Regions from separate parts of the Mus musculus genome. Here region 2 is linked to region 1. Evidence: chromatin contacts called from public HiChIP or PLAC-seq data. All regions are on one chromosome and are shown on one strand. The core of a region is the stretch at or near the end of the contact, and the rest is flanking DNA. Distances in the headings are between cores, read along the strand shown. Region 1 has its middle 81 kb from the start of Gm34554. Region 2 has its middle 45 kb from the start of Gm40577.

Region 1 (3,670 bases), core at 295-2,794:
TTCTTTTAAAGAGTGTAAAAAGACTGTTTCACAGTCTGCCTTACATCACAGCTTACATCAGCTACCACAGGGGTGGGAGTGGGTTGAGGAAACCACCTCATGGTATCAGCTTTACAGAAGAACAGAGGGAGTCATGGGGAACCCTTCCTTTAAGATCGGGGAGCCCTCCCCATCAGGGTTTACACACACTCTGCCGTGTCTGACTGACCTGGGAGCCCTGTCCCTCATGTCTGGACACCACTCCTAACCATGACTTCATGCCTGAGATGAGGGTTAGTATCAGGGTTAGGACTAGGGCCTTGCTGCCACAGTGGGAATGTGGTGCCACGCTGGCAAACTTGAAGGGTGGGGCTCTCCTAAGGAGGGAAGTCTTCCTTCTCTCCAGAGCAGTACATCCCCCCAGAACTTGGCCCGGGGCCCCAAAGTGATGGACAGCTTGAAGGAAGATGGTTCCAGATGGCTGAAGTAATGTTTATTGTATACGTGCCATAGATACTGTCCTGTGCTCAATTAGCCACTAGGGCAGTGAGGAAAATCAGGAGGCCAGAGCCCCTCTGCGTCCAGGTTGGCCTCGTGCCCAGAGACAGCTTTGCTTTGAGAAGGAGAACCATCAAGCCCCTCTCGGCTGAGGCCTGGGGCCCACTTTCCCCCACGTGTACGTTATAGAAGCAAACCCACACATTCTCAGGACCCTGGGTTGCTCCCCTCAAGGAGGTAACGGGGGGGGGGGGGGCATTCCAGATGGCTTTCAGCCATTTGTTTTGCTGTGAACTATGAGAACAAGACAGCCTGCGGGGGGCCTGGAGGCCTTTCTCCTTTCTTTCCTTTAGTCAGGAAAATTGAGACCCAGAAGAGAGAGATGTGTAATGTTAAAGTCAGACAAGCCTGGTAACCTCAGCCCTAAGCACTGCGACCCAAGACTCTCAATCAAGGTCTAGGGCCTGAGGTACCACACCCTGCTGCATTTTCTAAGATGGAAATCCACCCTTCACCAGACAGTCCCATCCGATTCTCAGATGTCATCTCCAGGTGACAGAAGGACCTCAGTTGTGCTAGCTCCAATCCCTTTCCTGAGGCCCCTTCCAGAGTAACTCTCCAGAGAAGCGCCTTCTGCCTTCTCCACCACACCTTCTCCAAACAGACCCCAGAGAGAGAGAGATGGTTTAAATTCTTTGGTCCAACGGCACCAGCATCCCACAAGCTGACAACTTCCAGGACTGGCAGGCAGCCTTTGGACGTCCTTGCTCACCTCCCTTGAAGGCTGGGTGTGGACCCTCAGGGATCCCACGGTAGGAGGCAGGCAACTCACTGACCCACGTGCTGACAGTAAGGCTGGTTCTCGTAAAGTGAGGTCATCTTCAAACCAAATTCGAGATTAGCTGGGAAGCACATCGTGGCTTTAAAACGGTTATGAGCTCTTATTAGATTATATACATCCTGCCAGCTGTTCTCAGAACAATCGCCATCAGAGCTTATGTAACAGATCGTGTCAGTAACCACGGCCAGACTCACGCCCTCCCTAACCAGTCCCACATGGCAAATGTACACACTCTGTTAATGTGAGCTGACGCCTATGGAGTCCTTTCTCTGGCCCAGGCACCAGCCACAGTCCAAGGCCAGTGTTCACTCATGTCACCCCTACAGCACCTCAAGGGAGGCATTGCCAGGGTCCCTGTTCTATTATCATTCTCTGTGAGTGTGCATGCACATGCATGAGCATACACACACACTCTCGTGTGTGTGCACACACACACACACAGTGCACAATCACAGGGCATGAGTTGCTGATAGATCATCTAAAAGCACAGGGTTGCCATTGCAGAGAAATTTGTATAGGGATTTGCTAATCCGATTATTTGTTTCCGAGAAGAACTTCAGGAAAGATGCACACAAGGTCACCAGATCAAGGGTCCTTCAGAGAATGGCCCACCCCTTCCCTCTCTTGGCTATTTCTAGAACAGCCAAGATCCTGTCTGGTCCTGACCCTATTCTCTACCACCTCTACTCTTCTTTTTAAGCACAATGCCTCAGCTAAAGTGTCACCTACTACATTCATTATGTTTCTGGTCGGCTGGATAAAATATTTGTCAAATGCAACGTAAAGAAGGGAGGGTCTCTTTCGGCTCATGCTTTGAGCCCATCGAGGTGAGGCAGGTACAATGACAGGAACAGGAGGCAGCAGGCCACGATGCAGCACCCACAGTCAGGAGGCAGGGAGATGGGTGCTGGTGCTAGGTTCTCTTTCTCCTCTTTCTTCAATCCAGGAACCCTGCTCATGGAACTGTGCTACCCACATTTAGGGAGCAAAGATGCTGGGAGGCCTCCTCTCTCAATTAATCCAATCTGGAGAACTCCTTAATTCCTTACAGGGGTGCCCAGAGTTTTGTTTCCATGGTAATTCTAAACCCTGTCAACTGACACTAAAGATCAAACATCGCAATTCCTCAGAAAGATGTGTCTGTCTATGCGTTGTTAACTCTTTAAAGCAGTTCCCGCACTGTTTTACCAGCAGCGTCCATCAGTGTCTGAGGCGGCCTGGCTTATTTCATCATTGACTTTGACGCATTCCTAAATGATAAGCTTCCAGAACATGTCACTGCCATAATTCCAGGGCCCTGCTTAGTGATGGCATAGGGTAAGCTAGTAATACAGTTAGTGAACGAGGCCGGGGACTGTGGGTATACCTGACCTGAAGCTGGGCTCAAAAGGACCAACCTTGAAGTTCTATCTCCAAGCTTCCTAGAATCCAAGGTGAAGAAGAACAGCCAGTCGGGGATCATGGCTAATTTTCTTTTTCTGAGACTAATGGTCACATCTCCTGTAAGTTATCTTTAAGATACACCATCCCGTGTCATCAGCCTCATCTTCCTGAACTTCCTCATGGTGAGTACGTTATTTGACCAGAACTGTTGGGTGGCTGATTTCTGGTGGACCGAGAGGGCTCAGCTCACAGGATGCTGAGACCAAGAAGTTCATCCTTTGGATGACCCTGCCAGCATTGAAGGAGGAGATCCGTGGGGAGACAGACAACTTCGGCAACTACTCTGGTTTGAGCATTGCACCAAGGTTGTTTGAGCCTGAGCTGAGCTGCGACTTCTGAGGTGCAGCACACCACCCAGGGACAGGGGACATTCCAGCTGTCCCTGAGGCAGAAGTGAGTGGGATTTTTTTGCAGATGGTTTCCACGCACCCACAGACCCCCACGCGAAGAGTTCACTGGTAAGCTCTACAGGTGTCAGCCTTAATGTGCTGCAGGGGTCAGTCTGCTGCGATGGCAGATAACCTTTCCCCTGAGACAGTGGCAGAGAAAGTTGGTCGATACAACTCACAAGAAATCAGGAATTTCTCTTAACGGCTTTTTCCTTCAGGTGGTGAAAGCGTAGGGTCTGCCGTGTCCTGGCCCCGTCAATCAAACCCACCTGCCTGGAGCAAGATATCAAGCAAGTGCAGACAGTTTCCACACCCACTGCTAGCAGAGGCCTTTGTGTTGCTTGCCCTCAGTTTTTCCTGTATTTTTTTAAATGATTTTATCTTAGTATCTGTTTGTCTGTCTGTCTATCATCTATCTATCTCCTCTGTCTCTGTCACTCTCTGTCTGTCTTTGTCTATCTGTCTGTGTGTGTGTGTGTGTGTGTGTGTGTAGTTTGTTACATGTTCATGTGTACTGAGG
Region 2 (3,867 bases), core at 1,230-3,729, 530 kb after region 1:
CAGGAAGGCCTCCTGATGCAGGTTTGCTTCCTCCAGGAAGGCCTCCTGATGCAGTGATGTGCTTCCTCAGGAAGGCCTCCCGATGCAGTGATGTGCTTCCTCAGGAAGGCCTCCTGATGCAGTGATGTGCTTCCTCAGGAAGGCCTCCTGATGCAGGTTTGCTTCCTCCAGGAAGGCCTCCTGATGCAGTGATGTGCTTCCTCAGGAAGGCCTCCCGATGCAGTGATGTGCTTCCTCAGGAAGGCCTCCTGATGCAGTGATGTGCTTCCTCAGGAAGGCCTCCTGATGCAGGTTTGCTTCCTCCAGGAAGGCCTCCTGATGCAGTGATGTGCTTCCTCAGGAAGGCCTCCTGATGCAGTGATGTGCTTCCTCAGGAAGGCCTCCTGATGCAGTGATGTGCTTCCTCCAGGAAGGCCTCCTGATGCAGTGATGTGCTTCCTCCAGGAAGGCCTCGTGATGCAGTGATGTGCTTCCTCCAGGAAGGCCTCCTGATGCAGTGATGTGCTTCCTCAGGAAGGCCTCCTGATGCAGTGATGTGCTTCCTCCAGGAAGGCCTCCTGATTCATTGATATTACATAACCTCCCCAAACAGTGTGCCTACCTGTGGACCAAGTGCTCAAACCCAAGAGGCTGTGGAGGAGATTTTTTGGTTCAAACCAGTGCAATCCCTGCATTCCATGAGACTCCAAAGGACCTGCTGACTATAGCTCAGCCTTAAAGGGTTTGCTTGGCATACACAGGCCATAAGTTCAACCTTCAGCCTGTAAGAGGGAGAGACTGGCTCTACAACCTAAGCTGAATTCATGCCACCCTTCACGAGTCTCAGTGTCCCCTGCATCCAACAATGGAAACTGGCCTGTGTTTCAGGACCCTGAGGTGAACACAGGCCAGGCATGATCAGCAGCACCTGGATTAAGGTAAGTTCTGCATGGCAGAAGATCATGCTAGCCATACTGAGGCTGCCAAGGGCACAGCAGGAGGCAGCCCCACCGGGCCTGCTCTGGGAGTGTGTGGGGGTACACCCAGGCTGGCAGGAGGACTGTAGCAGGGAGCCAGAGCCTCCCGGGCACTCTTGCCCTCTGCTCCGGTTGTTCACTTCTAGGAACTGACCCTAAGGCCGCAATCAAGGATTCCTACAGCGCCTAGCCCAGGGCTGCGCTGGCCAGGCCATGTGGCGAGTCAGTGTCCACACCCTGGGGGGCCTCCTCTGTGCAGTGCTGTGTAGCTGTGGGAAGCCAGGATTTTGGCTAGATGGCATGAAGCTGGCATTAAAACCAGTGAAAAGGTCAGGATGGGAACAACTGTACGTGGATGTCCTTGACGGGAAGCTGTTTGGGCATTCGTTTGAAAATGTCCCGGACTGAAGAAGCACCCTGACCTTCCTGCCAATTCCTAGGGCCCCCCAACCAGCCCCTTCCTGAAATTTGGTACCTAAAGCCAGAGCCCAGACCTCTCCCTGCCCCTCCAAATCCCTGGCCTCGCCTACCACCCCTGGGAAGCAGATGATGGAATCTTACTGGTGAACTGGCTTTGCTGACTACCCCATTTCTTTTTACCCTTCCACATCATCTGAAAGGAGCAGAGAAGCGAAGCAAGCTAGGGCGTTGGCTGGCTAGGGATTTGTCCCGATCCTACACCTCACCCCCTCCGCCACACATCCACACTCTTCCAGTCCCTCTCCCCACTTCCCTCCTGCTCAGGGCCTGTAGCAGCCTGCTCCAAAGCCCAGAAAAGGAAGAAGAAGAAAAAAAAAACCTAACAACAATAACAATGCTCAGAGTCAATTCGCCGAGCCTAGCCATGCTCACGGCTGTCTCTCAGAGCTGCCCCCTCCAGACTCAGTTTCTCTACCTGGGAAGGAAGCATAACCACACCCCGCCCCGGGACCAGTGAGAGTCTGTGGAAGGAACAGTGTATGGTGTGAAGGGGTACCCTCTGGAGGCTTCTCCTGGGGCCCCCAGACCCTGAAAAGCCAGAGCAGAACCAAGCCAATCGCTGCTTTAAAGACATACCACTCCCCTGACAGCCCGAGGGCCAGGCCAGCCATGAAGGCGGAATCAAGACCCCAACAGAATTCTGTAATGAACACTCTGCTGTCTCAGTTTATGAGAGAATACATAAGACGTGTAATTGCTTTTGTATTTCGGACACTCATTAGAAGAATAATAAATGTTATTATTTATTAATATGGCAATGAATCATTCAGTTTTTTAAATTAAACATTAAACCGCTAACAAATTAAATGTAAATTATTAGGCCCGCGGATGATGGAGAGGCTCCCCGGGGAGGGGGCAGCTCGCTGGCTGCGCAGAAGCACGCCGCATGTCCCGGGACACAGCCGCAGGGCCGGGGTGAAGCGAGGACAAGACGGCTTGTGGGCTCAGCCTGCCCCCTGCTGGTTATCAGCAGGAACGCAGCAGTCGCAAGCACCCCATCCGCCCAGCGCCAGACTCCTCTGGATCCTTCTAGAAGCAGCTACGCCACGGGCTGTCAGGCGCCTGCGCTCTTGTCCCGCATGAATTTTTGCTGCGCAGACCTAGTTGGGGAGGGCTATCTGGCTTGGAAATGCGTGCGCCCTTGAAAGAAAACCGCCTCCTCTGTCCTCTGCAGCCTGGACCATAGTTCCTGGTGCACTGTCGTCACTAATAAGCATCCACTTGTAGAAAAAAAAAAAAAAAGCACAGAGATCCTCAGTATCTAGCAGAGGTTGCACAGCCAGAAGCTGGCAGAGTAGGAGATTGCAGTCCACCTGTGTCCAGTCCAAAGCCTGTGTTTATCTTGTATTGCTTGTTGGCCCTCTCAGGAGTTGGGGTCCCAGGCTAGTCTTCTGGAACCCATAAAGAGACACCTGTGTAAGGAGCCAAGGGAGTTATTTCCAAAGGACTAAACACCACATACCAAGTTACCTAGTGCACATAGCTGTTCAATAAGGTAGGCGCACGCCCACGCCCATTCCCAGGATATGTAAGCTGAGGCTGAAAAAGACTGCAACAAGCAAGAAATTAGAACTAGTACCTGCCAACCCAGACTTGGCTCCTGATCACTCCAGAACCAGACCCCATTCCTCAGGAAGCAGTGAGCAATCCCTCTGCCCACTCGTGTGCCCACTCCCCTGTATAACACACACACATGCTGGCCAGTACCCATGCCTTAAGGGAACACTAAGCTCAAATCGTATGAGTCCTCGTATGAGGGCACTGGGGGGCGGGGGGCGCGGGGGAGAACCGGGGTGGGTCCCTGACGCCGACAGTGCTAGTACGGCTGCTCTCTGGGACCTCCAGTTTATTCTTTAAGGAAGATCTCAGGAATTGAGCCACTGAACACTGAAGCCCCAGTCCCACAAAGTAAGGCTTCTAGGAAATACCCCAGACACTCGCTGAGACAGACTTCTGGGAAGGGGCTCACAGCCCACCCCAAACTGAGGGGGTTAGCCCTCTGCCGTCAGCCCAGGCTGCTGGGACAGGGAAGTCCAGCCCATAGGCAAGCCCTGGCTGCAGCTATGGGGTCTGAGGGCAGATGCACACCTGGGGGTCCTGGTCCTCTCTTTTACTCCTTATCTGTGTGTGATCTCCGCCCTGGGCTACCCCTTGGCTCCCCACAATACCCTTCCTGCCTTGGTCAGTCTAAGTGGATATCTGCTACACAGAAAGCCACTCTCTGTCAGATTATCACGTTATCCCCTCATAATAGGTACAACAATTATAAGCACCCATCAAGCCTGGCTGACGGACCCTACATCATAGGGCAGATTGAGCCACGGTTTGTTTCCCTGTGTCTCCCCTGCCCCTCTGACACCCACCCCTAGGAGAGGATGGTCGGGTGAAGGAAAGGTAAGGGGTTATTGCTTTTCGTTTGGCCCAAGCTGGG

What was found. HiChIP or PLAC-seq counts read pairs in DNA pulled down with a chosen protein or histone mark.
Region 2: an H3K27ac HiChIP or PLAC-seq map of VIP interneurons shows a contact between it and region 1, with 6 times the contacts expected there. The contact joins two enhancer-like sites. A contact is called at or near these places in 15 of 484 Hi-C or Micro-C datasets (LSK cells, brain, cerebellum and 7 more) and 5 of 115 datasets of contacts at active chromatin or transcription factors (SST interneurons, VIP interneurons, astrocytes and 2 more).

What each region holds. Positions count from the first base shown.
Region 1 is chr12:109,838,862-109,842,531 of GRCm38.p6, forward strand. No RefSeq gene overlaps it. Among named protein-coding and RNA genes, the nearest start is that of Gm34554, 81 kb to the right of the region's middle. Within about 2 kb of position 1,545, at least 35 of the 459 cell types and tissues checked have an H3K27ac peak or open chromatin away from gene starts, as enhancers often do. A contact at or near this core is called in VIP interneurons, where this site is marked.
Region 2 is chr12:110,371,197-110,375,063 of GRCm38.p6, forward strand. No RefSeq gene overlaps it. Among named protein-coding and RNA genes, the nearest start is that of Gm40577, 45 kb to the right of the region's middle. Within about 2 kb of position 2,480, at least 29 of the 459 cell types and tissues checked have an H3K27ac peak or open chromatin away from gene starts, as enhancers often do. A contact at or near this core is called in VIP interneurons, where this site is marked.